Regions from separate parts of the Bombyx mori genome. Here region 2 is linked to region 1. The links are chromatin contacts, called in public Hi-C maps. All regions are on one chromosome and are shown on one strand. Each heading gives the region's core, a stretch centred on a gene start, on an enhancer-like site or on the middle of the called end of the contact. The rest is flanking DNA. Distances are from core to core; before and after follow the strand shown.

Region 1 (4,543 bases), core at 1,297-3,796:
GTAGCCGTAGCTGTTTTGTTGGCTTTCTTGTTCTTCTTATATTTCACTTTGTATAAATTGTAAACAGCTCCACTGTTCCTCCCACCAGGCATCCTGTCCTCTCGTACAGCTGTAAGAAATTACATTTAGAAAAATCCTGACAGCTTCTCCAATATTTTTATGAAATTTATATTATTTACGTACCTTGTAGAACCATTCCTTGTTCAATACATTTTTTGAATCTACAATACTGGCATCTATTTCTTTGTGCCTTTGTAATTTCACAGCCACCGTCAGCGACGCACGTGTAAACCCTTCTGTTTTGGACAGTTCGTTTGAAAAATCCCTTACAGCCTTCACAAGTAATTATGCCGTAATGCAGTCCAGTCGCTTTGTCTTCGCAAATCATGCATATCATTGGTTGTTCGTCTTCATCGCGTTCAGTCTCTGGTGCATATGTACGCAGTTCTGGTCTGGGTAACGCTAAGGAACTAGCACCTGCCATTGGAGAAGAACCCGCGATGCTTCCGGCAGCGGCGCTCAGATTTAACGCATGAATTTGTTGGTGAGCAGGGAGCTGGGACACGTCTCCGGCCCAGAGTAGTTCCATGTTCAATGGTGGCCCTCTAGGTCGTCGTAACTCGCCACCTAAATTGAGTAATAGCCTCGCTGCTGACTCCTCACTGCATGAAGCTGGATCAGGAGAAGGCGTGGATGAAGTATGCGAAGCACTGGCTGCAGGCTCACTACTTGAACTAGGCGCTGGTAAGGTCCAGAACATTGTTCGGACACCTCCGGATTCGCCCATTATAACAGCAGGAGTACCTCTCCATTGTGTTTGTCCACGCGCACCTGGTTTATTTTCAATCGGCTGTGGTGGAAAATTTCCGCCTATAAGTTCAGGTTTAACACCATTTATACAAGCGGCCGGCGGCCAATGTCCTGGTGATAGATTAGCGTGAACTCCAGGCGGAGGCGGTACGAGGGTACGTGGTCTGAACGGTTGTGGTGATTCTTGCGGTGCGCTTTCCAACTTCACTGAAGACAACTGAGACTGCGTTGTGGGCTGGTTTTTTCCACTCGCAGGCGAACTTTCTGCTTTGACAGCGGATTGTGCACCTTCAAACTTGATGACTGAGTAGGGTGGCGCCGAGCGTATAACGGTGGGATGGCAAGCGGGTGAAGGTGACGGAGAGCCACCGCCATCGAACACGGGCGGCGGGTGCGGCGGCGTGCTGCACCCGGCTTCAGACATACGCGGCGAAGGCGGTCCTGGGTCAGGTGACGAAGTGCTGGTGTCGGCCGCCGACTCGCCTGGGAACAAACACGATCGTTCAACAATAGCTACAGCATTTTGTCTGCACGCCAACGAAAAACAACACCATAGATTTTTAGAAGCAACAAATAGAAACTAGGTGAAATGTCAACGACCGTGCGGCGTGATCATAGTTAGAAGGCGCGGAGCGACGCAGGGACCCGACACTGCACTTCCCGACGTCGCCGACTAGATTAGTTGATTGCGTCATAATGTAAGCCATCGGGGGACATAGATAAATTATCTTTTAATTTAAATAGAAACCATGAAACGTACATATAATATTAGCGAATGATAATATTAGCGAGAGATGATGAATTTAGTTTTACGTATAGGTTCAATCGAATTTAAAGTTGACGTACAGGATTTTGATTTCACAATTAGGAAACTTAGATAAATTAGGAAAATCAGGAAACGTTTGTGGTGTTCGCGGCGGGTACGATGAGATGTAACAGCGCGACGGACAAGGGGAAAGTGAAAGCTAGCGGCGCGGCGCGAGCGCAGATGCCGAGCCCGGAAGCGTTGTGCCTACGCTCTGTGCCGACTTCACAAAAGGGCTCTACGTCATCCGCTCACGACTGCATTGCCGTTATAATAATTACAGTTACCATGTATTAACATATCCACTATATAATTTCGAGTATTTACATACATTCGGAGAATTATCAAAGCGCAAGAATTTATAACATGAAATTTAAACACTTTATTAATATTTTCGAAAATTACTTCAGAACTGTGGAAATCTCGCTGCCTCGTACGTTTCGATGGAAATAGAATACACGTAACAGAAAATCATAAACATTACCAACTTTTTATGACAAGATCCATAGGCGTAGTTTTAACTTCGTACGCGACCCGGCTTACATCGCACGACCATCCATATATTAAAATGTAACATTAGAATTTTTTGGAATCACATTATTGTTCACCGGGTTTTTATTGTTCAATATTGCACCCAACTATAATTTGAATGCGGAGCAATGATTAAGAGAATCATGTGAGACCGGCGTGCGCGTACCGGTCTCGGCGCTCACGTGCGAATATCAGTAGAGTTTTAGGCGAGGAAAAGTCACGAAGAAAGTTTTCCAGAGCGTGTTGCCGCGGCGGCGGGCGGCGGGCGCGCGCTATGAGCCCGACCTACCGCACGAGCGGCTGCGGCCCGCTCCCCGCGCTGCGCTTCCCGGTCCCTCCCTCCAGCCGCTATTAGGTCACTCAGGCGGCCGTGCGTGCGAACTGCAACCGCACAATGACTAGTGCAACGCGTGCACCGCTCTCGCTTCGAGGACGATCTCTATTTCACTTCGCGTCCTTTGCCACATCATTGGTGGGGACCGATCTTTCTAGCCGCGTGATGCAATCGTCGCCCGCAGAGGTTTTACGTAGGTTCGTACGAACCTAGATAAGTCACCATTCGATAGAGTACTTGATACTTGTCGATAGCACGGTGTCTATTACGAGTTTGAAATTGTCACGAGGAAAATCGGATCTTTACTCGAAACTAGCAATGTATCGATATAAGTACGTACAGAGTATTGCACGAACACGTGTTTATAAAGAGTACATACAGATTGTATAGGAGATGAGCGATAAAAGCCGTAGTGCGGTAAACAGACAACAATAAAGACGATTACGCAACTTGCAACACTTTTATTTCGGGGCGGATGATCACAATCGTATATTCGATCGTTGCAAGCCCGAAGGTCGGCCGCGGTCACCGACACACGGGAAAGTAGGTCACACCCCTACCACTGGTGTCGCCCCACCACCCCCCTAAGCATCGCGACGCCACGTGTCGTTGCGCCCGGCTACATTTCGCATTATTTTTTCGTAGTTTTGCGCCCAACAACAACCAACTCCTCAAACGATTTGATTTTTAGTTTCAAAATTTGTAAATCGATAACTGTTGTTTGATTAAGATTATTTTACTAAATATATAATGAAATGAAAATAATAAAAAAGTGGTTAAGCTGTACAGCAGTTTTGATTATGTCTATGATTCGCGAAGACGAAGAAAATACAATTTTTTTTGTCTTATTTGTTTAAATCGATTGGCTGTTTGAATCAAACACACCACACAAATATATTAGGGGCGATTTTCGTTTAATTTAACGCAAATAAGACCGAGTTAGAATAATCGAGATTCAATAGTAAATGTAGCCGTATAGTAGGTAATTTGTTTACGTGTAGAGCTCGCTATCGGGAGGCCTTCGACGTTATGAGTACATCGACTTTAATAATATTTGTTCACTATTTTTCACCGTTCGTTCGTATATTTCAATTTATCGAACCGACGTCAAACTACACCTCGTATATCAAGCATCAGCTCGTTTGCTGTAAAATGAATTCCATGTGTGCATGAAAATTTTGATGCTTCCAATTTAAAACACACATGCAGCTAATTTGAATTCGACTGATTTAAATAAATAAAAAGATTTTTGCTATCACAAGGTTGTGTGTCTATAATACTGTCATTTGAAAATCTACAAACGTTTTAACATTGACAAGTATTTTTTAAATGGATTCAAACAGTATTGCTATTCAACCATTAAATAAAATTTGTTTACCTAACTAAGTGCAATGTATAAATTAATTCTATTATATAAAGTAAAATAGAACGGTTGCGTCTGTATGCTGCACAAATTTTATGGTATTTAGGTGTAACTAAGAACAAATCACTGATTGAACTTCAATGACGGGACCTAGATTTTCCTGAAAGAAACATTCCCTTATCACCAATTACGAATGGTACTAAGTTATGTCCCACACACACGAAACAGCTGCCTTTATTGATCTTAGCCCACTGAGTTTCTCGCCGAATCTTCTCAGTGGGTCGCGTTTCCGATCCAGTGGTAGATTCTGCGAAGCACTGCCCTTGCTAGGACCAGTGTTAGAAACAACACTTCCGGTTTTAGTCCCGTGAGCTCACCTACACGCGTTAGGACGAAGTTGAAATAGCCTTTCAAGGCTATCAGCATATGTAGGAAAATAATAATAATTAATCTACCACACAATTTCCTTCATATTTTCTACGCGGTACGCATCTAATTACTCTTTAAAATTAGATCTTACACGTTCCGTGCTTTAATTTCGCGTTCATTTTACATAAAAAAAATCTTAATTGCATAAAGATCTATCATTATAGTACAGCGAGGTCCGGGTTGTATTCCCAGTTGGACTTAATAGTTGGTATGCTGGTTTTTTTCGGTAGGAATTCTTGCATCTTATGTCTCTGGCATTAAAAAGAAGAAT
Region 2 (4,543 bases), core at 1,478-3,977, 41 kb after region 1:
TTGTCCAAGTGACCTTAAAGCCTAAGCGTGTTAGACTAATCACAGCTAACTATTGATACGTCCCGTTTGCTCTAATCGCGCGAACTATGCACAGGAAAGAGATACAGCAATGCGAATGATGATTTGAGTTGCCAGCGTTCACCTTCATGAAATGTGGACGGCGCTAACGAAAACGAAGGGCGACAATCGTTTCTAGTGTTTGAAGGTAACTGGCTTGTGTACTAATTGCTATAAATTCACGTTGCACTAGCTAATACTGTGTGTCTAGGAGGACGAATACAAATATTAGAATAGACAAAGGATTTTACTACATACATGAATTGAATTTGATTAATGACGTAACAGGTAAAAGACTTTTACTGGAGATATACCATAGATAACTATTGTATACTATACTATCTACACTAAATATAATAACAACTATATTATAGGCCTATACTATTCTTGTTAGGCTCCGGTCACAGTCCTCGTCGAACCCGTCGCTTGCGACGAAGGGCTGGACGAGTAAATTAATCCATAGACACAGCCCACTGAGTTTTTCCCCGAATCTTCCCGGTGGGTCGCGATTCCGATGCGGTGGTAAATTCAGCGAAGCCGTACTCTTTCTAGGGAAGACGTTAGCAAAATCTCCGAAGTAGAACCCCATGAGCTCTAGACCACACGTAGTTGGAATAGCCCCTTAGGCCACAAGCGATTAGGTAAGGAGAAATAAGAAAGACTGGAAACTCTGGGCCACTGTAAACGAAATAAAGAATATGTCTTCTTAAATGCGTTTCTTTTCGATAATAACTATAATAGGTATTCATTAGAGTTTTTTTGCTTCACAAGCATGAACAATACCGAAATGAACAATAGTATTCAGTTATATGACGTCAGTGTTGCACGTCCTTTCACTCAACTTTCACCGTCCTTGGCGAAGAATATAGCTACGAGAATAAGCAAGCTCATTTTATACTAAGCCTTACTCCATTGACTTAGAGTTGGTGAACGCTTACAAAGGATTTAAATAACGGCAAAACTAAAAGTGTTAGTATATTCGCCAGCTTCTGCAATATTCAAAGAAATTGCCCTCCCATAAGCAGGATATACCTACATTTCTGTGTCTAAAACAAACCAAATAGCATTTGTATTGCCAAGTGAAAGTGAATTAAACGAAAAAGTAATTTAGGATATTAATCTAAAGTTTCTCCGAGTTACTAGATGACATTCACCAGATTAAATATAACAGCGTTTTAGTTTTTGCTACTAAACATTGTTTAATATTTTTGAATACCATAATTTACTATTCCGTTTAAAAATGTTATAGCGAATTTGTTTTCCTGTCTAATTTGTGGTTAAAATTCAAACACTTTTCAAACGAATTTGAACCTTAATAATTATAACATCGCTATATTATTGTTTTTGTCTTCTGTTTTCATAACCTAGTTGCAAGTTCCTTAATTTTCCTAATTAGTTGATATGGGTTGTAAAAAACTTTTAATCTGATGAGTATTGCGCTAACAAGAAAAGAAAGATCTTTCCGTTTTGTGCTATTTCATTACTCACCACAAAAATGTGCTCACCATTACTTACAATTGCCAAACTTTCACCCTACATTTGAATACGAGCTTGGAGCTGATCTGGGCTTAGTGCGATTTTTTTAACTTCTCGAACGCGTAAAAGTTAACTTAAATTTGTATGGAGATCGAGAAGATAAAAAAACTCGCACTAAGCACACCGGTGTTAATTGTTTAGGGCAGCCCTTCGACATCACTTGAACACAGTTCGAGAAATATGATTTATATATTATTTCTAAAAAAAATTAACTGTCTTTTTAGGCAACAACCATACGGTCCATCTGACATCTGTAAGCTGTCACCGTTGCTTATGGATTACAGCAATATGAAGCATAGCCAAGACGCTGCCTATAATTGCCAATAAATGCTAAGCAATCTGATATTAATAAAATCATATAAAACCTTTAAAATACATAATTACTTAAAGTTTACTAGATAAATGGTCTTTTAATTTTAGAATTGAGTTCATGACTTACCATAATTAAAGTTAATTTTATTTATTAAATGGAAATTGTTATAGACATGACTTATGATTATTTTTCATGAAGTTTGTGAAGTAAAAAACAGTGAGCTCGTAAACACGCACGACTCCTGTTTATAACGCCATCTATGAATTGGTAATTCGAACTATGAAGTTTCATTCATAAAAACTGTAGATTCATATATTTTTTTTAAAGATTAATGCGACAATAGTTTGGTCTCCAAAAGTCTGAGTTTCAAATTAGATTTAAAAAAAAAGCGTGTGTTTAAATTTTCTTTTAAAAAAGATTTTTCTAAAATATATCTTGAAGCATTTATTTTATAGCTTTACGATGCAATTAAAAAACTTTTCGTTAATTTTAAATAAACATTTCCTCCAATTTTTAAATGGCAATTTCCCATAAATTTAGACTTTCTCAGTACGTATACTGTACTATATTAATGTTTAGAAGAAAAATATTATCGTAACATTAAATTGCGAAATATAGTATCGTCACATAAAATTAACCGCGAAAATGTGGAAAACTTTAATCAGATCACTGTGAACTAGTTGCGGAATTATCAGAATATGTGTGTACATACATATTTGTATCGTAAATTCACAAGTGTCAAATATCATAGCATGTTTTGTCCGGGCAGTGCAGGAGACAGGTTGCCCACCAGATAACCCTATACGAGTGCACGAAAATGCGAACAGGCCGCGATAATGATAACAGAGCTAGGCGGGCCTTTCGCGCCACAATCGTTAGATAAACATATAGGTCACTGAACCGACCTAGTTTCGCAGCTACGCATGTGTGCGTGATTTAGTCAAAAAATCACACAAACGCAGCTCGCCGGCACGTACGGATTCGCGCGTTACGACACGCATGGAAACTTAGAGTACGTATTAGTTAGAACTTAGGTATTGTAATGAAATAATAGAGTTAAGAGATAGTTGAAATTCTCACTTTTATTTTTGGGTGTGTATTTTTATAGTGTTACCAACGAATGCTATACGGTAGAGACTTAATTAAGGTCGTTGTACTAAAAAGCTATCTTAATCTTACCTACTTTCCAAATTTATCAGTTATATGAATTCGTTATTGACAAAAACATTTTGATACTTTTAAGAAATTTTTATTTCAATGTTTTCATGAGAACTAAGTCTCACAATACTCAGTGTCGCTTACGCTCTTTTCAATACATGCAGTGGAACCACGTGGCATGTTTTTCTCTCGAGATTCAAGGGCTATGATTGTGATTTATATATTATTATATTGTATACTGGTTATAAGACGTCATGTGAGCCCGCACGGGTGGGTACCACCACTCTACCTATTTCTGCCATGAAGCAGTAATGCGTTTCGGTTTGAATGGTGGAGCAGCCGTTGTACTGTAAGAACTGAGACTTAGAACTTATGTCTGATGGTGGGAAGCGGCATTGACGTGGTCGATATCTACGACAGGCTGCGGTGACCACTTGACCACAAAATATTAACAAAATATTTCAATCTCGTTAACAGTGCAAAAAAAAAAAACATATTTAAATATTTGGTCTACTAAATGGATGCTGGTAACATTCATTTTTCGGAATTTTATTGATAGTTCAACACTACAAGACTTAGACGAGTTATTATATAAATTTAAAACCTTTCAATATTAACACCACCTTAGGGACGACATCGAAAAGTTTTCAACCTTATTTTTAACACGAAACTATTTTCAGATCGTCATTGACCAGCGCCTTAACGGATTTTTCGATAGATTGAACAAATGAAATTCAATAATGCATCGATCGTAGCTTTTAGAAGTGAATATGTGTTATAATTTAGACAATACTACTAAAAATAAAATTAGATATTTATATAAGAATAATGAAAAAAAAATAATTGTCTGTTAAAAAACTTATGTTTTTATTAAATAAAGAGCGTATATATTTATATTTACTATGCGGATTTTATTTTCCAAAAGTAGTTTCAATACCAGTAAGTTTTGACACATGATCAGTTGAGAGTCACGAAAGTGCTTCCGCAAGCTAAATACCAACCCACTTCTCATATCTAGCTTACCGCTCTCTGACTCACTTTAGGTAGCCGACTTCATTACGGATTAACAAAAAGTTTTAAAGTCATCATTAATTTACTGCGAATTAATCTTTTTGAAACTCTTAAAAAAATGTGCGGTGCATCTGCTACACCATCCGTTTGGATTCAAGCATGTGATTGACATTATCGTATAAGAATAGTTTTAATATGTAGCGTGCGATTTTTTTTTTTAAATATATTGTCTTTTTATTGTTTATACTATTAAGATCTTAATATTTTAATTATTAATTCTATTATTGTTTTAATAATGGAATGGAAACTACTTCGTAGATGATGGATTGTACTCTGTGATATGGACTCCAGTAACTAAATATCAGGTACACCGTAGTTTCATCTGCTTTGGATAACAAATGAAATATATATAACTGGATTTCTTTAATATATGTGATACTGTAATAGATCATGACATAAGAATAAGAA

What was found. Hi-C and Micro-C count contacts between places; a contact is called where the count stands out from the background.
Region 2: a contact with region 1 is called in a Hi-C map of whole pupa, with 2.1 times the contacts expected there. The contact joins two enhancer-like sites. A contact is called at or near these places in 2 of 7 Hi-C or Micro-C datasets (both in whole pupa).

The regions. Positions count from the first base shown.
Region 1 is chr15:5,036,470-5,041,012 of ASM3026992v2, forward strand. Grf (nuclear receptor GRF) reads right to left here. Exons shown (of 8, transcript NM_001043550.1): 3 at 184-1,293; 4 at 1-109. Among protein-coding and RNA genes, the nearest start is that of eIF3i, 17 kb to the left of the region's middle. Within about 2 kb of position 2,547, at least 6 of the 8 cell types and tissues checked have open chromatin away from gene starts, as enhancers often do.
Region 2 is chr15:5,077,269-5,081,811 of ASM3026992v2, forward strand. It overlaps a transcript of Grf not described here. Among protein-coding and RNA genes, the nearest start is that of Grf, 22 kb to the left of the region's middle. Within about 2 kb of position 2,728, at least 2 of the 8 cell types and tissues checked have open chromatin away from gene starts, as enhancers often do.